Regions from separate parts of the Mus musculus genome. Here all the other regions are linked to region 1. The links are chromatin contacts, called in public Hi-C and promoter capture Hi-C maps. All regions are on one chromosome and are shown on one strand. Each heading gives the region's core, a stretch centred on a gene start, on an enhancer-like site or on the middle of the called end of the contact. The rest is flanking DNA. Distances are from core to core; before and after follow the strand shown.

The links. Promoter capture Hi-C pulls out the DNA fragments that hold promoters and counts their contacts. A called contact is a pair of places that touch in the nucleus more often than the background predicts.
Region 2: a contact with region 1 is called in a promoter capture Hi-C map of pre-B cells. The contact joins the promoter of Ccnl1 here to the promoter of Pdcd10 in region 1. A contact is called at or near these places in 1 of 39 promoter capture datasets (pre-B cells) and 1 of 484 Hi-C or Micro-C datasets (CD8 T cells).
Region 3: a Hi-C map of rod photoreceptor shows a contact between it and region 1, with 10 times the contacts expected there. The contact joins the promoter of Plrg1 here to the promoter of Pdcd10 in region 1. A contact is called at or near these places in 3 of 39 promoter capture datasets (the C10 cell line, liver and pre-B cells) and 2 of 484 Hi-C or Micro-C datasets (CD4 T cells and rod photoreceptor).
Region 4: a Hi-C map of rod photoreceptor shows a contact between it and region 1, with 6 times the contacts expected there. The contact joins the promoter of Map9 here to the promoter of Pdcd10 in region 1. A contact is called at or near these places in 1 of 39 promoter capture datasets (pre-B cells) and 2 of 484 Hi-C or Micro-C datasets (CD4 T cells and rod photoreceptor).
Region 5: a promoter capture Hi-C map of second pharyngeal arch cranial neural crest shows a contact between it and region 1. The contact joins the promoter of Ift80 here to the promoter of Pdcd10 in region 1. A contact is called at or near these places in 3 of 39 promoter capture datasets (maxillary cranial neural crest, pre-B cells and second pharyngeal arch cranial neural crest).
Region 6: a contact with region 1 is called in a promoter capture Hi-C map of pre-B cells. The contact joins the promoter of Ctso here to the promoter of Pdcd10 in region 1. A contact is called at or near these places in 2 of 39 promoter capture datasets (the C10 cell line and pre-B cells) and 1 of 484 Hi-C or Micro-C datasets (CD4 T cells).

What each region holds. Positions count from the first base shown.
Region 1 is chr3:75,553,950-75,559,037 of GRCm38.p6, forward strand. Pdcd10 (programmed cell death 10) reads right to left here and starts at 2,903. Exons shown (of 8, transcript NM_019745.4): 1 at 2,773-2,903. It overlaps Serpini1 (serine (or cysteine) peptidase inhibitor, clade I, member 1), which reads left to right and starts at 3,544. Exons shown (of 9, transcript NM_009250.3): 1 at 3,544-3,693.
Region 2 is chr3:65,955,929-65,961,016 of GRCm38.p6, forward strand. It overlaps Ccnl1 (cyclin L1), which reads right to left and starts at 2,321. Exons shown (of 11, transcript NM_019937.4): 1 at 1,880-2,321; 2 at 1,573-1,647; 3 at 925-1,034. The coding sequence starts at 2,200.
Region 3 is chr3:83,052,607-83,057,694 of GRCm38.p6, forward strand. It overlaps Plrg1 (pleiotropic regulator 1), which reads left to right and starts at 2,932. Exons shown (of 15, transcript NM_016784.3): 1 at 2,932-3,048; 2 at 4,165-4,271. The coding sequence starts at 3,040.
Region 4 is chr3:82,355,005-82,360,092 of GRCm38.p6, forward strand. It overlaps Map9 (microtubule-associated protein 9), which reads left to right and starts at 3,068. Exons shown (of 14, transcript NM_001081230.1): 1 at 3,068-3,251; 2 at 3,971-4,120; 3 at 4,886-4,970. The coding sequence starts at 4,046.
Region 5 is chr3:69,001,977-69,007,064 of GRCm38.p6, forward strand. Ift80 (intraflagellar transport 80) reads right to left here and starts at 2,594. Exons shown (of 20, transcript NM_026641.2): 1 at 2,456-2,594. It overlaps Smc4 (structural maintenance of chromosomes 4), which reads left to right and starts at 2,762. Exons shown (of 24, transcript NM_133786.4): 1 at 2,762-3,114; 2 at 4,100-4,237. The coding sequence starts at 4,105.
Region 6 is chr3:81,930,205-81,935,292 of GRCm38.p6, forward strand. It overlaps Ctso (cathepsin O), which reads left to right and starts at 2,397. Exons shown (of 8, transcript NM_177662.3): 1 at 2,397-2,571. The coding sequence starts at 2,461.

The DNA.
Region 1 (5,088 bases), core at 1,653-4,152:
AACCAACCAACTAAAACAAACAAACATAGGAGAGGTTTATACTCAAATCTTGGCTCTAGTCCTTCCAAGACTTTAGCAATGCATTGTATTCTTCTGAGTCCCAAGGAGTAAATTTACTTCTAGTTTTGGTGTCCTTAGCTACAAGGTAAGTGAAATAATTGTTTTGAAGTTAAAATCTAAGGGAAGAATAGAGTCCATAAAAACCTTCTTCCATATCTATATTTTGTTATAATGAATCTTATTTGCTTTTTAAAAAGGCAGTAGCAAGGTTTTCTAAAATGCTAAGTTACACAGAAGTTTTGCTGTAAAAGAAAATAAAACTCCCTTATACTAGACAGGTGGAAAGTTGGAATTTGTAAAATTGTCCCCAAATCAGGAAGAAACTTATATGAGAAAAAAAGGTGACAGCTGAGAATAAGTTTGGAGACATTCAGGAAATTGAGGACAAATTAGTAGCATTAAACAGAATAAGGAGATAGTGACATCTGTAATGGTCAGTCTTTTTCTTACATAAAATAATCGAAGTTTGAACACAATATTAAAACCTATAGTGAAAATACATGGATTAATTATAAGCTGATCTTTTCCAGGTCATATGACCTTGGGAAAGTCACCTAGCCATTCCTTTTCCATTCCCCTTAGCCACTCAATTATTCTACCAAGACTAAAAAGATAAATAATATATAGACCCTGTTCTTACAGACTACTCTTTAAGAGAGAGATGGCTCTTTAAGGAAAACCTCCAAAGTCCTGCAATGGATAGTGTCTGAGAGTTGATGCAAAGCTCTTTAAGGGAACAAATGTGGGCAAAGAGAGCTGCACACTACAGGCAAACATCCGATCTGTGAGCTCTAGCTAGAGCCTGAAGGATGTTCAAAATCATCTTCTCTGTTCATCTCACTGTTCATCTCAGCACTTACACTGTAGTGACGATGAAACAGGACAGTATGATGGGCCTCAGAGATACAGACAGAGTTGGAGTAGGACTAAATCAAAGACAAAACTTTTTTTGTTGTTAAAAAAGTCCTTCCATAACCAACACAGCTGTGTGCCACTTAAAACTTATTTCATACCTTTCCCAGCAAACAACAAATGTCCACACTGTCATCTAGAAAATATATTAGCATTCTTGCTTTACCAGCACTGACTTACATATGGCCCACTCAAATTAATGCACTTCAAACTCCACTTCAAAACCAATTAATCCCAGATAATTTCCCTTTTGTTAGTGACTTTTCCCTTACTGTGACGTGTGGTGTTACATTATTCCTGATTTTGCTTCATTTTATGGTACCACAACTCTCCATTTTCTTTAAAAGTCCCCTTCAAACAAGACCATTTTGACTGGTTCTTCTGATCCCAGAAACAGCTTTGCATTAAAAAAAAATTAATATTAATCATGGCAAGCAAAGCACATTCAATATATAGCATATATACTTACAGTACATACTATGTATTTATATTTTAATTTACATAGTAAGCCTGCAGTTCTTTCCATTCAATATAGAAGCATCATTTTTATCATTCATTAACATTAAATAAGAATGAATTAAAACTCACTGATGATGCCAAGAAAAGAAAATATACAAGTGTATGTTTTACTGTCTACACATGGAGTGAAGAAAATGAGAGAAAAGTAAAAACCTGACCCCCCCCCCCAAAGGGTCACTTCTTGTAATGAACATGGTACAATTTCTCCAAGATTCTGCACTTAATTTTCACTTAATGAAAGCATGAATATCTGTAAAGTAAGTTCTGTGAAAGTTTCACCCATAGTTTTTGAAAATGGTAAGAAAATAGAAATGAAAAGGACTATTCTCTTAATGGCAACACTGAGCTATTCCTAAATATTATCTATCCTTTAAAAATGGCGTGTGGAAAGTGAGTGTTATCATTCAGTAGACCCCAGAAAAAGGGGTAAAGATCTAAGCTAAAGCGATCCTTCCTGTTTTACAGAACATTAGAGAGGATGCTTTGGCAAAGCTTCCACTCCACGTCAACAAACCAACTCTCTGCACCTCACAACCGTTTCTGACAAACAGGCACACTACTTTGCAACTTCTTCTATCTGCTTCCAGTACTACCACCCACCTCCCCACTCTTTCTTCCTAAGCCGACAACTCTGGTCAGAAACTGGACTTTCGGAGGACTAGACTCTGAAGATCTGTGTGACCTTGGGCACGTCATTTGCTTCTACAGTAGTCTCATTAGCATCCCAAAGTGAAAGCGCTTCGAGGGCACTTGAGAAGTATACATCCATCTGACGTATTGGAGTCAAGAGGCACAAACCTTCCGAGTTAAGAATCACCTCCTCAGAGAGGAAATTGGAACTGAGTCGGAACTGTCAACACTGTCTCTCTTCTTCCCTCAAAGGGCATAACCCCAGCCACACCGGGAGGCGACTCCCGGGCACCCACGCTCCCTCCAGGCCTAGCCAAGCTTTAGCCTCACCTGCCCGGGACCTCACCCCACCACATCCGCCCCCTCGGTCAGTGGAGACCCGGGAGGCCGACCTCACCCTTCCCCTCCACCCAAACCCACAGCGGACTTCCTGGAGGCGCCGGGCCGGGCTGGGCAGGAGGCATTTACAAACCCAGCTTTCCGCAGCTCGCGTAGAGACCTCGCTGACGCCCACAAGGCCCGGCTCCCCACCCGTCCGCCCCGCCGGCCAGAGCCTAGCCTCAGCACCTCCGCCTCGGTCCCCGCCTGACCCCAGGCCGCTCTGGCTGCCCACGGAGCCGTGCGGACCCGAACCGAGAAACCTCGCCTTACCGGCAACTGAGGCACGGACTTCACTTCCCACCTTTGGAGCCCTCTTCAACTCCCGGATCAATTCACTCCGGCGACGCCGGAAGGACCCGAAAGGAACCAGGCGTTGTCCGGAATCCTGCCCAGCAGGAGTCGCGCAAGGCCCGATGGGGATTTGTAGTTCCGCCCTCCATTTCCGTTAGCACTTCCTGCAATAGTAAGACTACATTTCCCAGAAGGCTGTGCGAGAACGCCTTAGGCAATAGGTGGGGACACTTCTAGCAAATCAGAAGAGAGTTCCCTGTCTTTGAGGGAGGGGAGGAGATGAAGAGAGAGCGCGCCCAGAAACGAGGGAGGGCGGGGCCGAGTCTCACCTGCACCAATCAGAATGAGAAGATAGCCCACAACGCCACGCCCACCGATGGGAGGTGCCCTCGGATGGGTGTAAAGAAAAGGGCGGGGGGCCAGAGGTAGCAAGCGACAGGAGGCTGGGCTGAGTCCATGGGTAGGCGGGGAGGAAGGCTCTAGGGGCTAGACCGGTGGGCTCCGCCTACTCCGAAGCAACAGTACCCCCATACCCCCAAAGGACAGCCCACTCCCGTGTTCACTGGACCAGCCGGCTAAAAGAGCTAAGCAGGACCTGAGGAAGGGCCAGGTGCGATGCCAGAGGGGAGAAAGTCCGAAATGAAGGGGTCAGAGCACCAGGAACTAAGAGACCTCGGGTACCGCTCTGCGCCTAGGCTGCGCAGATGGCAGTGGGAGGAGCCGCAGCCCGAGCTTCGGCCAATTAGAGGCGGGGAAGGCGGAGCTTGAATCTCAGAAGAAGCTTCAGCTCAGCCTAGTCTGTAGTTTCCCTGGAGAGAGGCAAGAGCAGCATCCGGAGCAGTCTCAGCCTGCCCAGCATCCTCTCCAGCATCCCGAGCGGGGATTGCAGGTGTGAAGGAGGTAAGCGTGGGCGCCACTTGCGGGCTACAGCACAGCAACCTGGGGAGGAAGGCATCTGACAATAGGAACGCCTGGATACTGGAGGAAAGAGTGCTATGTTGACTTAGGATCGCGGTGCAAACCTTTTCAGTACAATTACGTACAATTACAGACTTTGGTAGAGAGAGAGAAAAAAAACAAAAAACAAAAGGTAACTCTGCCTGGGATATTAAGGGCGTGGTTAAGGATTTTGTTTTGAGTTGCACCATTAAAACTGGTCTGGGAGATCACAAGATTGAAGAAAGCCCTGCTAATTGAGTACCAGGTGGATGGTGTCAAGCTAGATGCGTAGCTGTTAAAAAGGCAAAATTGGCATTGATAGAGAACCACTTTGTAACTGTTTCACTAAGAAAATAACTTTGTCCTCTTCAGTGCCTGACGCTTGTGTTAGTTTATCAGATTGTCCTGCCACGGACAGTCTATCCAAGATAACCGGTTGTATTGCAGGGTCTTTGGATTGCAAAAGATATGGGTTAAAGAAGCAAATAATAAGATAGGATGGGTTCCGGCTAAACCTATCCTAAGTATAACTTTTACCAGCATTAATGAGAAAATAAATTGAAATGGGTGGGTATTTGGCTTTTCCTTCCTGCTGGCGCTGGAATATTGAAACAAAGACCTGGGTTTAGCCTACAACGGGAACATATGGTGTACTTCCTCGCTGCTTCTTATTCTCTCATTTGTGTCCGGTAACGTTTGTTCGTGTTTTAAAAACAGGAGTACAAGGGAACTGTGTGGAGGAGCTTTCCTCTATTGAAGAGAGTATGTGTAAAATGATAACCTTTAGTATTTTATAATGGGCTCTCATTTTAGAGGTATATAGTATCACACAATAATAGTTCATTCTCATTGTGTGTATACTCTTTTGAATGCTAGTAATACATACGGGTGGAATTATGTTGTAATACTTGTTATGTTAGGTAGTCAATCCTACCTTTGCACCTATGACAGATTACAGCCTTTTGGGTTGGAAAAGTACTAAAATTCTACGTGCTTAGTTCATTTTTTTGTTGTGAAATAGTGTCCCAGATTATATGCCTGTTAGTCATGTAGCATATTGCAGCATACTCTGCTCTGAAATGGCTTTCTTGTGACAGTTGACTATTCCATAGGGTGCCAGAATACTTGAGATTGTTTAAAGAGGGGTCAATAAGATCCAGAAATCACCTTCTATTTTCTTCTTTTGTCATACTATTCTGGTTTACTGCAAGATTTTGAATTTTGTTTTTGCAGTGCACACAAGATGCCTTCTAAAACTAAAGTGGCTCAAAGGTATTCTCTCCATTACTTAAGGTTCAGTCCTACTAAGTGCAGATACTGATGAGAGATGCCCACTACTAAATTAATTAAATCCTT
Region 2 (5,088 bases), core at 1,071-3,570, 9.6 Mb before region 1:
AACTTCCACTACCACCAACTTATAGCTTCCACAATAAAGACTACCTATGTTCAATACGCATTAGGACTAAGCAACACCCAACTCCCAAAACAGGTTATCTTGTCATAGCTAAATTCCTTCCAAGCTCACAGTTCCTTAGAAACTAATCTACACCACAAATATCCATCAGCCTGTCCTAGAATCACCTGTAGAGCCTGGAGTACTGCAACAAGCTTTGGTACTGCCTTATAGGCCCACATAAAGTTACCAGGGTATCACTACACCTAAAAGATACTGTTTCAGACTCTATTTTCTTACAAGATCGAATAAAGAGCCCTATCTGAAGCAACTCAATGAGTTATTTTTCTAAGGAACTCACTGAGACTACATCTGACCAAAACAGAATACCTGTTCAATCCCTTTGACTTCAAACTTTATCATCCTCCAGTCCTTTCAGATGCGGCATTATGCGATATATCGTAGTTCAATGTTGAGAAGTACTCTAACAAAAGCCAACCTCAATTGATGAAGAAACTGGGACTCCAAGCAGAAAAACGACCTACACGGAACTTTGCCACAACATTAACTTGAACTACAGGGCTTACATGTCCAGCCTTCAGTTTTCCAGAGAGGGGAGGGGAAACACAACTTACAGAATACACTCCCACTTGAGCCAACCGTACTCCCTTTCTTGTTTAATCTTAAGCCAAGGGACTGGCTTCACAGCACTCTAGAATTGTCCACAATGCAACTGTCTCTACAAACTTCAGATAGCTGGTTAATGGAGGGGATTTTAAAAGTTTCAATGTTCCTACGTGAATTTCAGCACCTAATGTCCGCTTTCTTTTGCATCCACACTGACTTGAGGGAGGGGAGAAGATGTTTTGACTGGATGATTGGTGCACAGTACAGCAAGAGATACTATGTTCAACAGGCCAATCTTACCTTTTTCCTCTTAACTGGCGGAGGTGGTGGAATACATTAATCACATCTCTTATTCTTCTTGGCGCTTCTTCGATTTTTGACGCAAGATTAATACAGGCCATAGCAACAATCTGAAAGAACCCAGGTAAAAATCCAAGTGAAGTTAAACTAGAAACAGTTTAACAAAGTCTAACAACCCTTATTTTGTTTTGTTTTTAGATAGGGCTTCTCTGTGTAGTCCTGGCTTCCAGGAACTCCATCTGTATGTACATCTGCCTGCCCAAGGATGTGGGTCACCAAGGACCGGCAAAGAACCCTCTTTAGGATACAACGGGCTTTTTAGCGAAATAAAATCGAAGCTGACATTTTTAGACCAGCTCTTACGTTTTATTGCTCAACTGCTCTTAATTTTGGGTCAGAATCAAGCTACCTCTTGCTAGAATTGTGCAATGGCTTGAAAACGTAGTTCTTGGTTAACAGAGCACGTGAACTGGGGATCCATTTTCTAGTTCTTGAAACATTGCTCTACGGGCCCCATTTCCTTCTGGGTGGGAACGAGGTACAAAGGCCTAAGCTAACCACTCCCTTTCTGGAAAAGCTGGTTCCTACCCCCTTCCTCCCCGCTTCCGGATGAAGAAATCCCTTCTTGTCCGCCTCCGCCGCGCTTACCTCGAAACTGTGTTTGACGAACGACTTGGAGTAGAAGAACCGATGGAACAGCACCTGCCCTGTAGCCATCGCCACCTGCAGACGAGAGAGGAGAACGGAAGCGCCGGGGTCAGGCGGGCCCGCACCAGGCGCCGCCGCCATTTTGTGCGGCCGCTCGCTTCCCTTCCCCCGCCCGGGCCGCGCGGCGCCGCCCGCCCCCGCATCCCCACCCTCGCCCGCCCGAGCTCCCGCCGCCGCCGCCGCCCGGCGCAGGCTCCGGAGAAACCTGGCCGCGGCGGAGAGGCCCGCAACCAGCCGGGGTTCTCACCTGCGGCAGCCGGAGGAGGATGCCGGCGGCCTGGATGAGCTCGCAGCCCAAGATGCGCAGATCCGTCTCGCTGGGCAGGTCCAGGCCGTCCTGCATGGACGGGGTAGGCGAGAGCCGCTCCTCCGGGATCAGCGAGTGGTCGATGGTGAGCGACACCTCCGAATACAGGCGGTCGCCGATCAGGATCCCTCCGGTCGTGGTCGTCGTCGTGGTGGTCGTGCCGGAGCTGGAGCCGCCCGCGCTCGGGGCGGCGGACGAGGCGGAGGCGGCAGCGGCGGCGGCGGCGGCAGCGGTCGAGGTCGGGTGAGGCCCGGACGCCATAGTTCCAGCGAGCTCCACGCACGCCCGACGCAGCCGGAACCCAAAGCGAGACTAACCAGCGTCCTCGGCGCGACGGATCTTCCCGTGACCGCCGGCTTCCAGGCCGCCGCACGCAGCGTGCGCTTCCGCCCTGACGTCACCACGCCGACACGCCCTACCCCACCCCACTCCACTCCCCGCGCGCGCCAACGAGTTCCTCCGCGCTTCGGTCGGTGACACCGGGCGGAGGGGTCCGGATGGGCAGGGCGGGGCAGGGTGCTGGCGGCTCAGGGGTGGTAATGGCTTTAGTCACCGGATAACCCGGACTCTGGCCTGGTGAGTCGGCCCCGATACCCCTGCACGGTCTGCGCGTTGGTGACAGTCCGGCGGTCGGCGACACCGGAGTGTAACAAAGTGACTCTGAACCGGGCAGCTTCCCAGTTTGAGCGCCTGGGGTTTCCGGAAAGCTCCGAGCGCGCGTGGGTGTCGGGGTGTAGCCTAGAAAGGCATGCCTAGCCCTGACCTCACTTCGCCGGGTTTACAGTAATCTGGAAAATCCCTAGTTCCAAAAATAGGTTTATGGCGAGGACAGTACACGGGCGATTTCATTGCGCTGGGGAGTCTCGTCTTAAAGAGATGGTTTTTGTCAGAGTGGAGAGAAAGTAACTATCCCTGTGTCAATGAAGAGAAAAACACAGCTCTCATCTTACATGGAGTTTGGAATAACCTAAATCTGTGTTCCGGGACCATGGTCAATCAAAATGGCTCCAGGATAACCCATCATTTATTCCCTTTAAGATGAGAGCTGTGGTTTTTTTGTTTTTTTCGAGACAGTTTCTCTGTATAGTTCTGGCTGTCCTGAAACTCACTTTGTAGACCAGGCTGGCCCTGAACTCAGAAATCCGCCTGTCTTTGTCTCCCGAGTGCTGGGATTAAAGGCGTGCGCCACCACCGCCTGGCTGAGAGCTGTGGTCTTTTTCCATCCATACTAAAAGTCCCAAAAGCTGAGGTCGACCGTGAAACAATTGATCCTTCTGCCTCTGGCCTCCCATGATCTTTTTATTCCAGCTTAATCCTCTGAGATGGCCTTTAGGGAGAAAGAAAAATCTCCTGACTCAGTACAAAGGGTTGGAATTGTTATTTTGTTAAAGCTTACTTTCTTGAAAAGTGTCTTAACCTTGGACCTATAGAGCGCACTGAAAATTTGGATACATCTTAGTCACCAAAGCAAGGTATTTTCACAGCTCATTTTTACAAAGTGTGTTGGGACGGGCACTCTGGAGACAAAGACAGGTGGATCTCTGATTAGAGGGTCAGACTGATTCCAAGCCAGTAAGAGCTATATAATATCTTCAAAATGAAACAAAACCTCTTCCAAACAAAAGCTATATAGAGCAGGAAGTGGTGGCACAAGCCTTTAATCCCAGTACTCAACTAAAGCCTCAAAAACAAAAATTTTATGATTGTGATAGCTTTTTGTCACTGACAGATTACCTAGAAAGTCCACAATGAGGTTTAATTTTGGTTTATGGTCTCTGAGGTTTCAGGCTACAGCCATGTGGCCCTATACCTGTAGGACTGTGTAGGCAGAACTTTATGGTGTGAGACCTTGGTAAAAACAAATCCCTTGCCACCAACAAAGAGAAAGGGGAATATATCCAGGGATCTCCCTCCTCAAGTAGGTTGCCAACTCCTAATTGCTTGTCCAGCTGTGACCTCATCGTCGGATTAACCCATTTATGAGGTATTTGCCTTTGTGATTAAATCACCTCTCAGTGCTACTAACTAAGGACAAGCTCTTCACAGGGTCTGTATGTGGCAGGCATTTCATATCCAAACTTTCTGTGACAGCATAGGAGACACAAGTCCAGGGGACAGGTATGTCGGGACAAAACTTTTCCTAGTGAGACACTACTCACCTCAGATAGGGAACCTACCACAGACCAAAGTATGGATACCATCAGAGTGCAAACTTGGTGAACCAATGAGTTTTATTAGGGTTACTTACAGGAATATGGGTAAGGAGCAGAAATGATTTGGATAGCTGCACCACCAATGTGCAATTCTATGCATATATTAGGGTCGGCACAATTTAGTGAAAACTTTTTTGGTGATAATTAACTCAATTCCATGTGGACAATAAAGTTTAAGGTGTGACTCCATCAAAACTCTTTGTAAAGTACACGTGACATCTTCCATAAAGATGGGTTCTGTAGATTCACTACATGAGACACCTTCCATAATGATCAATTCTGTAAATGACATGCTCATGATACGGGTCTGGAGAAAGATCTGATGTGGTCTTGGCCACACAGCAGAAAAGGTCACCAGGCTATTAGTCACATCTGCTCTCGGCCTTCTGGGTGGATAGAAGGTTATATACCCTTGTTTGAAGGAACAACCCTGTCTTTAACATTACTGGTTCCTACCTGTAAAGGTGGTACACACCTTTAGTCCTGGCACTTGGGAGGCAGAGGCAGGTGGGTCTCTAAGTTTGAGGGTAGTGCCTGTTCTACAGAACAAGTTCCAGGACAGCCAGAGCTACACAGAGAAACCCTGTCTTGAAAAACAAAACATTCTTGGTTCCCCTGTTGCTTATCTGTTGAGCACAGGACTTTTGTTCCTCCCACAGGAAGAGATGGCTGAACATGTTATAAATGCTTGCTCCTCATTATGTCACCAAACTACTGTTACTATTTCTTTTTTCAAAATTGTCCATGACTAATCCAGAAGATGGGAGGTAATGGGCTAGTAACTGGACTCTACGAGGTTTTTGCTCGTTAAGTAACTGTCATATTCTTTCTGTGATATAATCTAAGTTTGGAAAAACCATTACATTATTTGTAAGTTATTATGGAGAAAGTTTTGTTTCCAAATTACTATCCACTTAAAACAGCCACGTTAAAATG
Region 3 (5,088 bases), core at 1,682-4,181, 7.5 Mb after region 1:
GAACGGTACAGAGTGAGAGGAGGCTTTTGCTTCGTGACTTGGGTACCAACCTTCGGAGGGAAATGGACATTAAAATGAAAAGGGCTTCTGAACTTGCAACTAGGGGCTGAGTAGCAATGAGTGCTTGCATCGCACACCTTGCACCTGGCGTATTTCAAATGTATCCGTTGAGTGAGTTTATAAGTATATGCATGGATAAACAGATAAGACCTATCAGTGACTCTGCTTGTTTACTCGGGCATGCGATTGCAAACGTTACAGTCATTAGTCTTTTTAGCATGCTTCTCTTAACTACAACTGAAGAGTAAGAGTTGAAGGCCAAGCTGAACTTCTGGCACAAACATCAGAACAGCGTGGCGGTAGGAGAAGGTCTGTGGCAGGCATAAAGAGTAGGAGGTCGCTGGGCGGTGGTGGAGCATGCCTTTAATCCCAGCACTTGGGAGGCAGAGGCAGGCAGATTTCTGGGTTCGAGGCCAGCCTGGTCTACAGAGTGAGTTCCAGGACAGCCAGGGCTACACAGAGAAACCCTGTCTCAGAAAACAAAACAAAAACCACAAAAAACAAAAAACGAAAGAGTAGGAGGTCGCTGTCTCTGCTGACAGCTTCCTTTGTTGATCCCTCTGCTGATCCTTGTGTGTAGCTGATAAGGAGCCATGGGGGCAGGGACAAGAGGACATTCTCTCATCTGACCAGATACGGATCATAGGAGCGATAGCAAGAAAAGGCTGCTTCTCTGCTTCTGTTGAGACCAACCACCACAAGCTTTAGGGATGTCTTTGGAGTTCAGGACTGGTTCTACAGTGGTCCTGTCAGTATGCTGGACGCGACAGGTGACCAAGAGTGGGTATGCTAGCCCTACCTCCTGCTAGTCCTATCAGAGTCTCTTAAGCAGATTGGAATCTGTAAAGGAAGTAAGCGGAGAATCAGATCCACTGACTTGGTTTCTCATTCACAGCAGCATTGCAGAGGGAAGACTCAGCTACTGCAGTCTCTGCTTAGACTTTCGACTCTTCAGTTAAACCTGTCAGGCCTTCTGCTTGTCCCAGTTGTACCAGGCCACATTCTACCTCACTGATCATTGCTCAACAGGCAAGGTACACTAATTGAAGGAGATTGAAAGGATTTGTATTACTGAATGAAAAAAAAACAGCTTTGTTAATGAAAAAACGGCTTTCCTTAAAATCTGCACGATTGTTTTCACACATACAAACGCAGCATTCATATTTATATTCGTAAATAATTTGTCATGTTTGCTTAAAGAAAGTGTCCTCTGCACACTTATGAAGAGCCATAGTGACCTCTACTGTCCAGAAAAGGCAGCTCGCAAGGTTAGCCAGAGCAGGTTTTTGCTTACTTTTAAAGACACGTACATCTTATTCTTTTCGTTTGTTTTGGTTTTATTCTCTGTGTAGTTCTGGCCCTGGCTATCCTGGAACTCAGAGATCCGACTGCCTCTGCCTCCTCAGTACTGGGATTAAAGGCGTGCGCCAACACCTCTGAACTGGGACTCCTAACCAGCCAAAGATCCTGGATCCCTTCAAATACAAGAAAATAGGAGGGAGGCCATAGCAAACAGAAAAACCCAGGTTCCTATATGAACAGGAGATCTGTGTATGATATGTGTGATTTATGGGTCTCATGACTAGATAATAGGATCACCCAAGCTATTCATTTAAGAAGGAAATTTTCACACGGGTGGCTTAATTCAAGAGCTGTAAGAAGAGTAAAACCTAGTGTGGTTTACCTCAGTAGACTGCCCTTATGAGCCTTGCATAAGCTGTGTTCAGGATGACTAAGGTATCTCACAAGTTTAATGAGAGTTGTCTAGTAGTTATATTAACATAGATACATTAAGGTCTTTCTTACATTTCCTTAGTGTTTTGTGATTTAAAATGTTCTTTTCTATGGCTATTACTATTTCCTTGCAACGTGCACAAACATTAGCCACTTTTACAGAAAATAAGATCCTTTGGCTAAACTCACATTCACATTTAGAAATGACTACTTGCGGGCTACAAAGATGGCGCTGACGTTAAGGCTCAAAACTAAAAAGACTAGAAATGTCCATTTTCAGGTTAAAAACACGACCTTCATGTTTTTAATGAATTAAAATATAAATCGAGCGAGAGCATTGCTGTATCGGCGCTACGTTTCATCCTTCTCAAAGTATTCGCAGTATTCTGAGGACGGTATCCGTGAACTTAACCACAGTTCAGGAAGACGCACAATCTGTGAAAACGCCTTAAGATCGCAAATAGCAACTACATCAATACAGAAAACATTTGAAAACGATCGATCATATAAGCCACAGATTTATTTTTAACCTGGGTAAATCACAAAACCTCAACACTTTAGCGTCAAGCCAAATAAAATAAAACCAACTTAAGTTCTCAACCTTTTTTTTTTTTTTTTTTTAATTGCTTGTTTAAGCTGGACAGTGGTGGCGGCGCACGCCTTTAATCTCTGCACTTGGGAGGCAGAAGCAGGAGGATTTCTGAGTTCGAGGCCAGCCTGGTCTACAGAGTGAGTTCCAGGACAGCCAGGGCTACATAGAGAAACCCTGTCTCGAAAAAAAGAAAAGAAACGAAAAAGTTGCTTGCTTAAAACCTCCAAGTAAGGAGCACCAAGCTTCTGGAAGCAGGTACCGCCCCTAAACGTTAAGGCTGGCGCGCTCCCTTAGCTCCGGCTGAAATCTCCGCCCTCAGGCAGGAGACTCCGCCCAGCTCCGCCGAGACCCGCCCTTCTGCCTGGAGACATCGTTCGTCCCCGCCCAAACCCCGCCCCAGTCCCGCCCAGCGGCTGCCGAAGTCCCGCTCTCCTCCAAGAGGCTCCGCGCAACTCCGCCTAGCTTCCGCCCTCCACCGCTAGACTCCGCCCCTCGACCCCTGCGCGGCGGGTTGCCAATACGCATGTGCGGTTAGCGTCACGTCCGGCGACGGGCCCCAATCTCCGGAAAGAGCTGCCGAATAGTGGCGGCGTTTTCTGCGGCGATTATTTGAGTTCCTTCGCTGCTGGAGGGGTAGACTAAACGGCGGCGACATGGTGGAGGTAAAGTGATGCTTGGGTACTTGGGAGTCGTTTGTCCCTGGAGCTTTGCTTTGCCCACGGAAGTGTAGGATGAAAGTGGTGGGAATCTGGGGAAAGGAACTGTAGTCAAAGCTGGTGGTCTCGGCACGTCGGGGTGGGAGGAAGGCCGATGACATCCCAAGTCCGAGCTTCAGTCGGCGGGAAGCCTGAGGGAATCCTGCAGTCCGTGTGTTGTCGTAGGTACCTGGCCGTCTCCTGGGAGGCGGGGCTTCTGATGTTCCCACCGTGGCTGGGATGCTAGTCCGTGCTGTCTTGTCAGTTCCACTGTTATTTCATCTCTACCGCAGTAGAGGCGTGCGGTTCTTGATTTTGTTTGTTTGTTTGTTCTTGCGTATCCCAAACGTTTCTTACTCCCACCCACTGCGTTCCAGGTCCACTGCAGTCCTCCGAGTCTAGCCTAACATCTTTTGCCCGGACTCATTCAATAACTTCCAGCTGGTCTAAGTGCTTAGGATTAACGAACACATTGCAGGAGTGTAGTTCAGTGCTGCTTTCTGTTCCAGTGTTATAGAGTAAAAATGTTGGTGGTGGCAGAGGTCTAAACCTCACCGACCCTGGAAACCCACACTTCCGCAGCATTCACAACTGCTGCGGTTCTGAGTTATCTGGACACCTTTGCAGTGGGATTTCCCACACTTTCACTGCTTGTACCTCTATTCCGTGTAAGGCTGTCTCCCTCTCTGCTTATCACCTGAGAGAAACCTTTCTTGATTATATCTACCAATTCTCCCCCCACCAACTCATCCCATTGCCTATTTTCATAGAACCCTCCAAAAATGTGGAATTATTTTGCTTATTTTTGTCTGTTGCCTCTTGAGTACACTGCATGCCGCATACAGTACTAGCTCGGTAAATATCTACTGAACACATTGTAGGCATTACTCAGTTACTTTTCTAAGAGCTCTGGCCAGACAGGAGCTTTCTCATCTTCGTTGTTGATTGCTGTAGTTTGTTACAGTTATTGAGGAGTGTATATCCTTCTCCATATTTAGCGTGGAAATTGCATAATGACTCTCATGTCGATTAGGGTGTATGGGTCTCTTGTTAGATGTGTGATTTTTGGCTGTCTCTTTACAGGAGGTACAGAAGCATTCTGTACACACACTGGTGTTCAGGTCATTGAAGAGGACCCATGACATGTTTGTGGCTGATAATGGAAAACCCGTGCCTTTGGATGAAGAGAGGTAAGCTTTATTCCTTTTCAGTTGCTAAAGTATTTAATATTAACAGAAGGGTGCAGAGAGAGGGGAGGAGGGGACTTTGAAAGGTCTTAAAAGTGCATACTCACAGGACGCTTGGGCAATAGCAAGTGGCTTTCTAGTGTAATATAAGTAATGGTAACTCATTTTTCTATTGTCTTGTCTTCTGCAGTAAAAACATCATTACCTAACTATAGTTTACAGGCACCCAGTGTGATGATTTGAAAGAGAATGGCCTCCATAGGCTCATGCGTTTAAATGCTTGCTTGGTCTCTAGTTGGTGGAGCTGTTTTGGAAGTATTAGGAGGTGTGGCCTTGTTAGAGGAGGTGTGGCCTTGGGGAGAAGCTGTGAGATTTCAAAAGCCTACACTATTCCCAGTTAGCTCCCTTATTGCTTGTCTACTCCCTCCCTCTTGTCCAGCCCCCCACCCCCACCCCACACATCATGCTTGCCAATCAGATGTAAGCTCTCGGCTGCTGCTCCAGCACTGTGCTTGCCTGCCTGCTCTCATGCTCCCTACTCTTATGGCCAAGGACTCTATCCTCTTGAGCCATGACCCCCTAGTTAAATACTTTATTTTCTAAATTGCCTCCAGAATGGTGTTTGCCATAGCAATAGAAAAGTAACCAGTACCCAGTAATTAGGGGCATCCCTGCTATGTCATCTTGTTTGTAGTGAATCAGTTTGTGTGTGATTTTAGCTTCTGCTCTCAGACTCTTTGTTTTGTTTTGTTTTGTTTTGTTTTTCGAGACAGGGTTTCTCTGTGCATCCTTGGCTGTCCTGGAACTCACTCTGTAGACC
Region 4 (5,088 bases), core at 1,818-4,317, 6.8 Mb after region 1:
TGTTAGTTAAGAGCACCAGTTCTACATTAGCCTAACTGGGTCCAGTTTTTCTCTGTTCATTAATAACTGAAATAAATATACTGAGAAAAACTAAGTTTGCTTTATTTTCTCACCTATAAAATGTGAATATACAAAAAGGAGATATTTCACAAAGGTAGATAAAGTTTAAAATAAATAATTACTAAAGCAGAAAGAATTATAGTGGGCCCAATAGAGTTAGCAAATGTTCTAGTATCCACTCAGACCACGTTTCTAACAAGAACAGCATCTGTAGTGACTACTGACTTAGCACATAAACCTAATGACAAAGACAGTTTGCTCAAAGTGAGTTCCATTTTACAATAAAGAATCATGTTTCTCTTGCTGTATAAAACATATCTTTATGTAACATGCAAAAGTACATAGTTATATTTATCAACTTGCTTTTCTCAAAACAGAGAGATTCTCCAAAATTAAAAAAGGACTTGTTTAGTAACAGCAGAACATTGTGATCTGAACATGTAAATTATGGACGCATGAAAGGACCTTGGAGAACAGGACCCAAATGGGGTATTTTGAAACAATAATCTTCAGTCTCTGGTTAATAAAAAGTGGGATGTCATTTCCAGTCTGAACAGATAGGTGCTGGCCGCAGATGTCTTGCAGAAGTACTTCTGGTCTGGGTGACATCTGAAGCAGAGGGTTATGGCCATCTTTAGTGGTATCAGTCAACCATGCAGACACCTTCTTTCACAACATCAAAGCATTGTTTGCTTTTTGTTTGTTTTGTCTTTTTGACACAGGGTTTCTTTGTGTAGCCCTGGCTGTCCTGGAACTCACTCTGTAGACCCGGCTGGCCTCAAACTCAGAAATCTGCCTGCCTCTGCCTCCCAAGTGCTGGGATTAAAGGCGTGCATCACCACTGCCTGGCTCATTATTTGCTTTTAAGTTTAAGGTTGACCAAAGTGACTCCATTTTAATTTTGATAATGTTGATATTTCTTTCAAATAGTGATGTTAAGTTTTTCCCACATACAGAAAAAAATACACTTAAGTCACCACAGATCACTACAATGAGGTGGCTTTCCTTGTGACTCTGATGTTCCCCTTTGTGAGTCTCTCCCTGGCCACAGTGCCTTCCCCCCACAATTCTGCAACTTGTATCTGAACTCAGCCTTCAACCTGCAAGAGCTGTGGGGACTCATGTCTTACAGCATACCATCCAGTGCCCATAGACTGCTCCCATGATGATTGTGAGCACAGACCCTTGTTCCTTTAAACAATTTTTTCTGATCTCTAACCTGTACCACAAGCCACAGAACAACTAACTTTGTGCTAAGCGAGGATTAGGAACTGCTGAATAAAAGTCACATCTCAATTTCTTTGTGATATGAAAAGGGGTCTTCGTCTACCCTATATCCTGCCCAAACACATGCAGGCATGCACAGGTGCTCATGCAGGTGCACACATGCACACACACAAAGACACACACACACCAAAACCAAAAGGCAACCTGAAGAATCACTGACAGTAAATTATCTTGAGCACTAACTAAAAGCAGTTCCTGTGCTGAGCCACTCAAAACCATGGTTAGGTGGGTCCATATACTGGACTTCAGGTCCAGCCTTCTCTCCCATACTTAGTACTCAACTCAAACTCACATGTGTAACAACTGAATTGCTGCTAGAAAGAATTCTCTTTAGAGCCTCTCACTTTGTGCTTGTGGCAAACAACCATCCGAAACCCATTCCCATTGTGTGCAACCCGGCCCTATTGGTAGCTGGGAACTCAGTGTTCTCTATCATTGATGTTGTTGTAAGTTTATTTTTGTAAGTCATGCCTACATTAAAGTTATATCAGTTAAATGAATACCAAATGAATAGAGCCCTTACACATTATCTAAAAATTAGTTCTTCCCATTTGGGTACCCGCCGTGGGTACAGGGCCTTTATCAGAATCATAGATGTTAATAAAATGTAGGATAGAAAAGCTAACAGTAACTGGTGAAAATAGAAAATCTTTTCCTTATGCAGATATTCACTTAAAAATAGTTAAAAACAACATAATTAGCCAAAACAAATTTACCAACCAAGAACAAGTTGAAAAACTTAAACTAGGCTTTTTAAAGGAGTTATTGCAAATATTACTTAGAAACCTTTTTCTCACTGAACTTCATATTTGTTTTTGTGTATTTAAAGATCTATTTGTCAGGGTTATTTTTTAAAAGAAACATTGTGGAGATACAGAAACAAGTTTAGTCACTTGTTAATGAATTGATTTCGACATACCTTTTTCAAGTTAAAAATAGATGAAGTCTGTGTAACTTTAAAAGTTTAAGTGTTTTGTGTATTAATAAATTATTAAATGGCAAAGATAGTGATACTGTCAGCAGTACTTTTTCCAGCCTTCTCCCCTGTGTTTTATTTGCTGACTTCTTTTTAACCAGATTATCTACTAAATATAGAAAGGGTAAACTTTTCACCAAAGATGTAAAACAGGCTCTGGGCTGTGTGTGCTTATGGGATACTTTAGCACACACACCCCTACCCCTACTCTCTGCCTCCTCCTCCTCCGCCCCCCCCCCCCCAACTGCATTACTTACAAGAAACGCTCCTATGTAATATTAACTGAATGCGATTCTAAACATTTCCCAATATTTCGCTATATATTGTATTCGGTATTCACTGCAATCCTTTAAGGAGACAGTCTTATTAGTTTCTTATCAAATCATAGAGATCTTATTTTGCATATTCCAAGAATCAAACGTGCAGTTTAACTCCGACGATTGCAAACGTCACTACTACGTCGTTCTGTTGAGTCCGCTGACACTGCACTGACTCACGCATTCCACGTTCTAACTAGCAAAAGGAAGCTTTGCATCGTGGTCACGCAATACCTGCCTATAAACAAGGACTCTGAGCAGGGGCAATCAAGGTTCCTTGTGGCGTGATGGCAGAGGGCCGGTCTTGTTTCCTAGGTAACAGCCATTGCACACAAGCTGATAGGGCACCGCGCTCCCAACACCTCCACCAGTGATGTCACTTCCTTGGTCTGTGCGGTTGTCCCAGCGACGCCGGCGGAAAGGCGGTGTTGGGTACCCAAGAGACCAGGCGGTTGGAAGTCACTTCCTCCCGGGGACGCTGTTGCCTAGCAACCGCCTTCTGCCTCCATCTTTTGCCCCGCCTCCAGGTTATTCCAATACCTGGTTTCCCAGACCGCGAGGCCCGGGCCGGGGGCGACACCTGTGCTAGAGCATAGCCGCTGGGTTCTCAGGTGGTCACAGGGGCCCGGGTGCACGGGGAGCGGGGTGGATGCAGGAGGCGCGGGCCGTGGTACGTGGAGGAACGGAGGGGACCGTGCTGGGTGTGCGGGGCCCTGGCGCGTGCTGGGCCGGGAGCCGCGCGGAGCTGGGATGCGGACGCCGCCTGGCCAGCCCGGGGAGCTCTGGGCGGTGGCCGGCGATCCAAATGGGCCTCCGACGTCGCGCGCTGGAAGCCTGATGTGCTGCAACTTAGTGTGGAGATGTGTGTGTAACAGCAAACGAATGGTTTGGGAAAATGTCGCTGCTGCTTGTGGTTAAGCATCGTTTTGAATACTGTTATGTGCAAGCCATTTCCGGGGCTGGGAACCTTGACAGTCCTCTTGGTTGCAGCTTGAACTAAGTCGTGGTGGCGTCCGCAATGCTGTGTGTTTTTAATAATGGAAAGTGAAATTGTTTGGCAACATTTTGTTATTATGTAGTTCATTCATCCTTCTAGTGGATGTAGAACAGTAATAACTTCCTCATGGATTTTCTTTTCGTGAAAACCAATTTGTTGTGAAATTTTTATGTACTTAACATAAAACGCTCTTAACGTTTTTAGGTGAATATATTGTACAATGATTAGAGCGATTTCTCTTTGGAGCGGGGTTGTGGGGCACTAATCCCAGGAACAGTGTCTTGATCATGTAAAAACGTCTAATTCTTTAAAATATTTATATGTATATTTCAGCCACCATCAGAGGTTGAATGAATTATTTCAGTAATTTATTAACTGTTGTATAAAAGCAGAGAAAAAGGACACACCATGTCCGATGAAATCTTCAGCACAACTTTGGCGTACACCAAGAGTCCAAAGGCTACCAAGAGAACTTCCTTTCAGGTAAAACGCTGCAAAGCATTTGGTTTTGATTATGCTGCTGCCTAGCCCTTGCTGGTTCTCACAAGATCTGGCATGACGTGGGAGGAGTTCTTGCTTCACTGTTAGTGTGTTGTAGGTCATCTGTCAACTTTGGGCTCCAGTATTGAAACACCCCTCTCTGTAGGATCCTGTCTTCAATATTTGGTTTCTAAGTTGCAAGCCAAAGAGCGACTTCAGAGCTTGGCTCTCTTTAGATTTTGGTTTTCTGTCGTAAGCGTCACAAGGTCTGACTGTGCCAATGCTGCATCCAACTCTTGTTCCCGTGTTTATCACATTATGCCCATCTCTGTAATACACTTCAAGGACCAGTTTGAGGCTGAGGGTCTGCCTCAGTGGTAGGCTATCAAAGTAGCCTGTCATGCTTGTCAAACCTAAGCACTTCCCTCCCTCAAAATGTAGGCATCTGTAACAGAATGTCAGTTTCTAGTAAATCCAATTAAATTGATGCCCCTATCATTCATTAGCATTTAGCGAAGATTGTAACCTGCAATTAATCTATCTAATACTAGTAGTCACTTCCTATTTATTTACCAGTCCCGAGGAAATGGCTCAATTCTGCGCTGAGTCTGATGACGTGGGTACGTTGTACAGCGTAGGCTTAGAGTAAAGTTGGGTGAATGAACTTAAATGTGAATGTAGAATAACCGAGTATAGTTGTTTTAAGATCTAAGTACGAGACATCCCTGCTTGAATGGGAATTGATGTTAGTTACTGATCTCGTTGCAGGATGAGCTGATCAGAGCCATTACAGCCCGGTCAGCCAGGCAGAGAAGTTCCGAATACTCCGATGACTTTGACAGTGACGAGATTGGTATGTAAGTGAATAGACAAATGAGCCAGGGTCCTGTGTTTTGCTGTCTTAGTTGCATTTCACCTATCCCATAACCTCTCATGATGGATGCCTGTGAATTCACTAGCTTCAGAATTCT
Region 5 (5,088 bases), core at 1,344-3,843, 6.6 Mb before region 1:
TTTCCATACTGATACCAGCATCCGACTCAGTGGCCAGCACTACTGCTTGTTTTACCTGTTGCCTTTTCACTAACTCAGAGATCCATAAAGAACGGCACTTGACTGTCTTTAAGGGTTTATACTCTTAACCACCAAAACCTGTAACAGCAGTAGTCTGTCCAAAAGAACCGTGAATCTTTCCTTTCTCTTGCCTAGGCACTCTTCCCTACTCAGGAAAGAGTGTTTAATATCGATCTATCTAAACCTATGACTGATTTCTTTTCCCTGTAACAACATAACCCATTTCAGTTGTTAAGAAGTCTTCCTTTTTTTTTTTTTAAAAAACACTCTCACTCTATAGCACTGGCTCCAACTCAACACATAGCCCAGGTATTCTAAATGCATGGCAAACTTCCTGCCTCATCTCCCAAGCTACACCCAGCCTGTAGCTATATTCTTAATTTGCCTTTCAAGATCCTTCCTAAATTACTCTTCCTCAAATGCCATCACATAGTAATATCAAATACTTATGTATACTAGATGAACAAACACTGCTCTGAGATAGACATTATCTGTTGATTTTTAACATTCCCAGAGACACTTGATGAGTAAACTGCCCAATTCTACATCCAAAGAAATAATAGGATTTAGGGTTGTTTTCTAACTTTTAATGTGTATACTGCATGCACGTATGTGTGTGCCGAGCACCACCATTGTGCAGAAAAGGGCGTCAGGTCCCCTGGACTGGAGTTACAGGCAGGTATAAACTCTCAGTATAGGTGCTGGGGACCAAATCCAGGTCTGCGAGAGCAGCAGTGGTCCTCACTGCTGAGCCGTCTCTCCAGCCTTCCTGCTTCCTACTTATAGCTTTCTAGTAAGTTCTGCTCTGACTAGCATATACACCTTCCCATATGGTCTATTCTACCTTTTTCTTACATTTACTTTACATGTATGAGTGTCTTCTCTGCATGATGTGGTTCACATGCATGTCTCTCTCCAGGCCAGAAGAGGGCACCGAATCCCTGGAACTGGAGTTACAGACGGTTCTGAGAGCCATGTTGGTGCTAGGAACAGAACCTGGGTCCTCTGCAAGAGCAGTAAGTGCTTCTAACACCACACATCTCCCCTGGCCCAGTCTACTTCTTTCATAGCAGGTATCTCTTCCGCTCAGCTTTGTTGTATTTTAGAACCTCTGAAAATACAAAATACTCCAGAAGCCCCTAAAAAGAATCCCTTTATCCTCTTGGTACTCCTACTAGTCCTCCATACCCCCCCCAAAAAATATTCATTGAGCTTCATGGTGACATTTATTTTATGAAGACAATTTATTTTCAACTAGAAATATAAAGGTACATTATTATATTAGCAAACGTTTATTCAAACCACACCAATCTCCAAACTCCTCCAGACTCCCACACTTGTAGTCCTCTCCAGCACTTCCTGAGAATCACTGAATCTAAGTGTTAGGCATCTCAAAGCCATAATATATTTTAGAACAATGTAAATTCATTCATTAAAGGTTGGTGGGCTGGAGAGATGGCTCAGTAGTGGTTAAGAGCACTGACTGCTCTTCTCTGAAGGTCCTGAGTTCAAATCCCAGCAACCACATGGTAGCTCACAACCATCTGTAATGAGATCTGACACCCTTTTCTGGTGCACCTGAAGACAGCTATAGTATACTTAGATTATAATAATAAATAAATCTTTTTTTTTAAAAAAAAAAGGTTTATTGGTGCTCTAAAATGCCAAACCCTAAATAGGTTGAGGAAAAAAAAAGAGAAAGGCTAACAGCTCTCAATTTAAAAGTTGCTGTATAAATACTTACTGGGGGCAGCGAAATTAATCAGCGGTTCTTTAACATTGGGGAGGATGAGTGATACAGACCGTTTTTCAAAATTATAGGGTCACTAAACATTCAGGAAAACAATGCCAAAACACACAAAACTTGGTATACAATTTTCGGAGAGTCAGAAACTCTGTCCCAACCATCATTATCCTCAAACTCAGGTTAAAAGCCCATTAAGGAAACTAAACCGCTCGGGATTAGGAATTGCCGCATCCATTTAACAACCCTTGCTATTCCTTTCACTGTGTAACAAAGACAAATGCTACTTATGAACTAATTCCCCCATAACGGTAACTAGTTATCACCAGCGAATCCTTTCTCCCACTAGGAGCCCTGCTGGCCAAATGGTTATTTAAACTCAACACCTTTCAGTAGTGTCACTTACACAAAATAGTTCAAAAATCATTGTTATTCATAAATGGACTACAAGGTTAACTCAATAATCCCGGTTTCCTCGCTTTACCTGTAAACTCCACATCCCAAGATCAACACCCTGGTGGCTGGAAGAAGATGGAAAATAACTGATGCTCCCGCAAAGCTCATCCCATCTAACCAAGAGAAGCTAGGTCTTAATGACCGCTACCGCTTCCAAGCCCTTTCTTCAAAGGCTCTGGAGATGAAGAAATTTACCTCAAGTTCCAGGAAAGCGGTGGCGACTGCTCTCAGAGCTCGAACTAGTTACCAAATAGCCTCCCGACCTTTCCGTCACCATAGTGATTTCTAAGCGCTGCGAGCGTTTCCCCCTGCCATGTTCCCGCGATACTTGCTAGGTGCCAGTCACCCGAGCGGGCTCTTGACCCCGCCCCTAACCGAGCCCGCCCTCTCCCTGGAAGGTGTTATTGGGCAACTTGGACCCGCCTACAATTGTAGGCGGGACCCTGCTTGTTTTGTTTTGTTTTTTTTCCTTCTTTTTCAAATTCCTCCAGTTTTTCAAATGCTGTCGTTCTAGAAGTGCGAAACTCTCATTTCTGTTAAAGTCCACAGAAAGGACGTAGCCCTGCTTGCTCTCCCTTCCCAGTCGTAACTTGGCCCTCGGCGCCACGGTCCCTGGGGTAGAGCCCGCGCATGCGCCCGAACGGCCCGAAGATGGCGGTGGGACTCGCCGCACTTTTTTTCAAATTCGCGGGTCCCAGAAACCCTTGCGCGCGTTTGTAACGAATTTCCGTTCGAGTTTGGATTTTAGGCGCCATTTTCGAGTGAAGGACCCGGAGCCGAGACACCGGGAGGAGCGAGGCGGGGGGTCGGCCGTGCCACCATTTCAGCCCGGCTCGGAGTGGACCCGCCGACAGGTGAAGTCCTTCTCTTCTAGATCAGGTTGTCACACTTTCTCCTCCCTGCCCCGCGGGCGCCCGCAACCCCAAGGCCTGGAGCTGGAGCGGCGGAGGCGGCTCGGCGAGCTCCCGTGCCTGTCACCCCTCCCCCTCGGCGGCCGGGCGGCGGCTCCGGCGCCTCTTCCTGGGGGAGGCAGCGAGCCTGGCTCGGCCAGAGCGTCCCCTCCCCCAGGCCGATCCGTCCTGTCTCCTAAGGGGACTGCAGCCCCACTCAGAGCCTCTCCTGGGCACTTGGCATGGCTTACACTGTCGTCCATCGGGACTCCGCCCCGGACCCGGGAGGGTTAGACCCCCTACTATCCCGGAAAGTGACCCAACCCAAGCAGACGCTGCCAGAGTCCAGTTCAGCAGTGTGTGGCGGGTGACTCCGGCTTCGGCCATCCTCTCCGCTGGGGCGATGAGGAAAAGAGACCTGGACTTCTCCGAGGGCCGTCCGGGCGTCAGGACCTAAATGGCGGGGAGAAGGGAGGGGGTTGACAAGTCGCCCGGGCAGGCAGGCGCTGCTGCTCTGGAGAGTAGCCACGCAGCCCCGAAGCTGGACGAACTTGTCTCTCTCTCTCTCTCCCACTCTGTACCTCTCTCCCTCCCTCCCCGATTCCGAGCACATTCACTCCCCAGCCCCGACGGGAGGAGACTTGTCAGCAGACGTCCTTCTCTTATGAGATGGTTCCACAGGGGCGGGGGTGGCCTGAGCGAATTCCTCCGTCCTGGGCGCGATGGCAGGCGCGGCTATGTTTCCCCACGTAGCTGGGGCGTGGGAAAACCCGTCCCGCCCGGTTGCCACTGCTGGGTTCCTAGTAGCCACTTTCCTAGGGACCCGCTACTGGCTAGCGGCGTTGGGGAACGCGGTGGCGGGGTGGGTCCTGGGCGGAGCCCGTCCTGCTGCTGCGGGGCCTGAGCGGCGAGCTGCGGGCCGACCTGACTCGGGACTCTTCTGCCGCAGCCACCATGCGGCGTAAGGGCACCAAGCCCTCCACTGCCTGCCACCAGGAGGAAGGGCCGCCGCCCTCCCAGGACGGTGCCCACAGCGACGAAGAGATGGAGCAACCGGCCGGCGAAGCGGAGAGCGCTGCACCCGCAAGTGAGTGACAGGTCGGGATCCCCGTGCGTCGGAAGCCTGTGGAGACCCTCTGAGGGTGGCGGGGCGCAGGCGACGACAGGTTGATTTGGGAAGCTCCGGAAAGCCGTTCTTTGGTTTTCAGAGGAATTCCATGCAGTTTGCTCTAACGGTTCTGGAAGATATGAGAGTGAGCGGAAAACTTGCGTTGTGAGTTTCTGTGTTTTAGAGTAGTACTGACCTCTTTCTCATATTTCCGCTGAAAGCGGCATGGGTGCTGAGCGCCTCTGCGCCCTTAGACTGGAGTGAATGTGATGTGGAGTTGCGTGACTCGCCCTTTACTGTTGGATTGTCTTTTGGGGCGCAATACTAATTTTTACTTTATAAAGTGTGTCAGTGTTGGGTGACGCGGGCATATGTACATGAGTGCAGGTGCCCCTGGAGGGCATGAACCTCGAGCATCCCATTGTGGGTGCTGAAAACCAAACTTGGGTTCTACACAAGAAAAAAATTGCTGGGCCCCCTAGATTGCCTTTAAAGAGAAGGTATAATTGAGAGCGTAGAGCAGGCGGAGGGTAGAAATTAAGAGCTACTGTGAAATTCCTGTCACCATGTTACTGAAGTTTGTGAGTTTCTTAAGCTGAGCCATGTGGAGAGTTGGATTTTCGATTGTTAGGGTTGCATCTCCTGCATCAGGGAATCCGTTTGTTGCAAGGTTTTCTTTATGGTATATTGAGTATTTTGACTCCTCTAAGTACAATGTGTATACCACACATTTTGTGACTGGTCTGATTGCTTTCACGAATTTTATTTTACATAAAACTAATCTGAAGGATTATCCATCCCCATGAGTTTAGGATATGTTTGTATGGAAG
Region 6 (5,088 bases), core at 1,147-3,646, 6.4 Mb after region 1:
ACAAGGGGAACCCAGAGTTGATCCTGTAGTCTGGATGCAGAGTTGCCCTGAGGGCCCCCTTGTTAAATGCTTGGTCTCTGGGCAGTGCTACTGAGAGACAATGAACACCCCAGTGAAAGTTCTTTAGGCCACACCCTTGAAGTGGCTCTCTGACTTCAGGCTCATGAATTTTGTCATTGCCACTTCTGCCTTGTTCTTTCATCTGTGACAAATTGCCAAAGGAATGTAACGAGTCTGCCTGCTCTTAGACTGAAACCTTCATAAGCAAGAGCCTAAATAAGTCGTTTTTCTTTATATATTGGTGGTGTCAGCTATTTTGTTCTAGTAATAGGAAGCTGGCTGATATGGCTAGGTTATCCATCTCAGAGAAAATTCTGTCTGCTTTTCTGCACATTTCATCTCTGTTTATCTCTGTTGGGTGAGCAATGGCCTGAGTAGAATGTTCCCTTCTTAGGGCTACAGACACGGTTACATACACGGAAGTCATCAGTGTAAAGTGAAAATAGAGGCCTCTTTGCTCATGAAGTATTATGAATTTTACCTCCAGTGATAGTGACTTCTATCAATCACTTTATCACTGTCACTATGCATGAACCTGGTTCTCCGGGACCCATTATAATCTATTTTAAATAATGTTTCCAGATGCCTTCACTGTAGATATCGTTGCCCTCTTACATCTGCAGAACCAACATCTATCTGATTTATAGCTTTAGTTTTTATTAGGTACAGGGGGTAACTGTGTTCTCTGATGCAAACCTGATGATAAAATATATGACCTGGTGTGAAGAGACCAGGGAGGTCCTTTAGACCCTCAGTGATAAGATGCTGTTCCTATTGGAAAGTTTAGCAATGCAGGCATAACTGAGATAGCAAGGAGCCCACAGATTCCTGCTTATGTTAATCTCAGCAATCCTTCTGCAAGTGGCCCTTCGTTGTAGCCTACTCATCTCTATGCATTCTCTCCTGTTATTACTAAACTGAAGTTATTTTTCTGATGATAATTTATGTCTTTTGACAATCCTTTGAGTTAGAACATTTATGCAGGATAACTGCTGTGATCAAAAGAAAGTTTATTTGGACTAAATTTAATAAGTTTATATCAACAAACATTTACTGATTGAATACCCACTATATGTTGTTGGTGCATAAGAGACTAAAGAAATGAAATTGTCGCTCCCACGAAGCTGGCATTACAGAAAAGTGCTATGGATCAAAAGGCTACAGACTGAACACCAGAGGCAATGGGGGCAGTATTAGAAGAATAGGGTGGAGAGGGGGAGAAGGTTAGGGTTTTAAGTAGGGCAGTCGGGGTAGGTAGGCCTGGGAGTGAAGGAACAAGAAAATAAACACTATGGTTATTCAGATATACGCCAGGTTGGAAGCTAAGAAACAAAAGATGCAGGACATTCCGATTTCTGGGAACCTGGTTACAGTTTGTCCACAAAGGATCTGCTTTTGGACAATAGAGAAGGGGTAAAAAAGAAACACAGAGTAAAGACTCATTCTAAGACAATAATTTGCATTTTGTGTACATAGGCCCTTCTGAGAAGCAGCTGGCTGTCTTCTCCCAAGGGTAACCAGCGATTTGTGATATTTGGTCTCAGATCTTAAATCACTCAGTCTCCTTAAAGGAGAGCTCTGAGGCAGTGTACTGGAAACCTCTTTAGCTGAGATGTGAGTGAGCAGACATATTGACTGGTTTGAACATGTTCCCCTTTTCCTTTTACACTCTGTATACCGGCACCATGGTAAAAGGAAACAAGATTTTTAAAAATTACGTCAGTTAATTATAGCTGGGGATAGAAAGTGAGGTGGATGGATTATGAAGTAAGCTAAGCAAGAAGAAAACAACATAATAAAATAATAAGAAAAATTAAAGCAACCTTAACAGTGAAACAAAGAAAAGCACAGGACGTGCTCAGCATATAATGAAGTGTTTAGGATTACTTAGCTAAATTTCATTACAAACTTCGGAAGCGGGTGCAGCTTTCTACAAGTGGAGAAATGGCCACAAGATATTGTGCAGTTCTGTGCAGCAACAATTTTGTCAAGTATTTATACGCATCCATAGAGAGAAGTGTGTAAATTCGCATACACTATACGTCCCCATACAACCTGCTGAGTTCAATTTACACACACTCAGTGAACACATATTCAATTTAAACAGCAGGAAGTAAAATGAAGGGCTGAATCTCAGACAGCAGGAAACACAATAGTTTGTATCTTCATACTGTTGTGTAAGTCAGGTTTTGCTCTCTTTCTTATTAAGTAAGAGGGAAATCCCAGATGCCCAATAACAGCACAAAAGCTCAATAATAATCCCAAGAAGCACCAAACAAACAAAACAGCTGGGACCCCAGCAGCTTTCTGCTTCTGGGCGTGCACAGGACACAGGCAGTGGGCGGAGCCAAGAAACCGAAAGAGAAAGCGGGCCGGGCACAGTGGACCTCGGGCACCGGGATGAAGCCGCAGTTGGTGAACCTCTTGCTACTGTGTTGCTGCTGTCTCGGCCGCCACGGGGTCGCCGGGACCTGGTCTTGGAGCCACCAGCGGGAGGCCGCCGCCTTGCGGGTACCAAGCTCCCTCCCTCTACTGCCCCGGGGCTCCTAGGGAGGGACCCAAGCTCCAAGCGCGCATTTCCCCAGTAGAACTGCCTCCTAAAAGTTTGATTCCCCAGGGCAAGGATTTCTGTGCTATATCCCAAAGCACCAAAAGATGTCCAAAGCAAAGCTAAGGGGAAGAAGTATCCTGAATCCTAAAGCCTTTCCCACACCAAACCTGTCGCATAGAAAGCCGCCTGCAGGGGGCACTGGCTCTCTCCTCCTATAACTGGAAGTTAATGATTTCTCAGTCCTGGAACTGTCTACCACCATCAAGTTCTCTCTGACTTGGTGGAGACTGATGTAGAACAGGAGACATTTCACTGCCTTAAATTCGGATTTCTTTTTTTAAAGTTTTCATAATAATCCTTCAATTGCTCTCCAACCTTAAAATTCTGAAATGGACAAGTTAGCTGACCACGGATAGATTTTCCCAGTAACCAGGGGAACTGACCGAAATGCAGATTCACAGTTGGCCTCAGTTGCTATACTTAATGCTCTCTGAAAGGTTTTTAAATCTGAAAAAAAAAAAAAGAAAAAGAAAAGAAAAAAGAAAATGCCATCACGATTTTATTAGAGGAGGACTCACCTGTTCGACTCAGTGTCTATCTGAATTCAGGAATGCTGCTCTTAGGCCATTTAACTAGTGTTTACTGATGTTTTCTGAAATTTCCATAGAACCCCATAGCTCTGCCCCGTTCTCCTTGTCCTCTTTGGCCTGAGAAGTTCCAGTATTCATTCAGTCCGGCCTTCTTTGGCTTCAGCTACCCTTGTGTTGTACTCAAATCAAAATGCTGTGCTTTAGTTCTCCTTTTTGTTACTTTTGAGCTCATTTCTTGTTACCAGTCTATTTCTCAGTGTCCTTGGCCTGTGTGTTACTGAGACCTGTCCTTGATTTCCAATAGGGTGAGGTAGTCAGTGTCACAGGTTGTTGATAAGGTGTTTATTGGCCAACTAGTTTTTTTTTTTCTAATCTTGAGTATTGAAAGCTAACAATGTAATGTATAATTTTTTTTCTCCTTACTGAAATAAAGCAAGGTTGCCAAGAAAAGCAACTTAAAGAAAGTGAAAAAGGGTCTACTTTGGCTCACACTTTCAGGGACAGTCTATCATCATGATAGGGATGTCATAGTGACATGTGTGTGGAGCAGACATCCATACTACATCAGCAGCCAGGAAGGGAAAGACATGGATACTGTATCCCAGCTTACTTTCTCATCTTTATTTGGTCCAGAACCCCAGCAGGAGACACAGTGACTCCTAAGCTTACCAAGGGCTTCCTACCTCAGTTACACCCATCTAGAAACATCCTCCGAAATATACTCAAAGGTTTATTTCCATGGACATTCCCAATCCTAGTAAAGGTACAATCAAGATTACAGTCACAGTCACTGAAAAATTATTACAAAATAGAATTTGTGTGTGAACTATAATTTCCATGCCTACTTGTATTTTACTCTTGAGGAGATTGCAATCCCCAGACACACGTCTAGATTCTCTTTGGAGGAGAAATGCAACCAAGGTTCCATATAGAGAAGTAAGAGGTTGGAGGTTGAAGAAAACATTTCAAATCTTAGTACATTTTTTTTAAAACTTAGGGTTAAAAACACCAAAACAGCTTTGCAAGCAGTTCCTGTTGGCAGGAATTTGCTGATAAGTCCAGTGACCTGTTTTCTGAGCACTTAGTCATTAAATGATAGCTACAAACTGTGAGTCCTCCTGGAGAGTGTCAGCTGGAGAGTTGGAAGCAGAGGGCTTTGTTTCTTTGGTGACTAAAAGTATTAAGGATTCGTCTGGCTTTACAGTATGGGTTGAAATATATGGTAAGTAAAACTCAGCTTATAAGTCTAAAAAGTGTCATTTGAAAAAAGAATGTTTCCACTGTAGAATTAGTTGGTTGGAGATTCTACTGTTTTCTTACATGGCACATTGTGTACAGAATCTATAAAATTCCATTTGTTTCGCAATGCACTGAAACATTTTAAAGTAGGTTATAAAGTAAAATTGAGCCATTAAATTAAATCCCACTTAATTGTATTCCTTAATCAATAAGGTAAACAGCAGCCCTGCTAGCTGTCGTTATATTATTATTCAATGAGACAAGACTCCTCCATGACTTATTATGGAATATCTTACATGCTACCTGAAGGAAAAGGAAAGGGAGGGAAGTCACACTCCTGCATGGTGGACTGGGCTCTTGGTTCTTGGTTGTTGGCTGACGCTCTTCACTTTCCCTTTGCTTTTCCTGTGGAAGGCAGATGAGAGACTCTGGCTTTTTAATACTGTGACAAAAAACCCTTAGGTGGCTTACTTAAATAGAGGAGAGCTTTGTATTTACTTAGTGTTTCTGTCCATGTTTGGTGGTAGATTTGAATCTGTGGAGATATAGTGCTCTGGGGAGCATGCAATAGAGGAGACTTGTTTGTCTCTCCGACAGTGGGAATCAAAAGGGACATGCCAGGGCCCTAATTGCCCTCTACCAGTCACC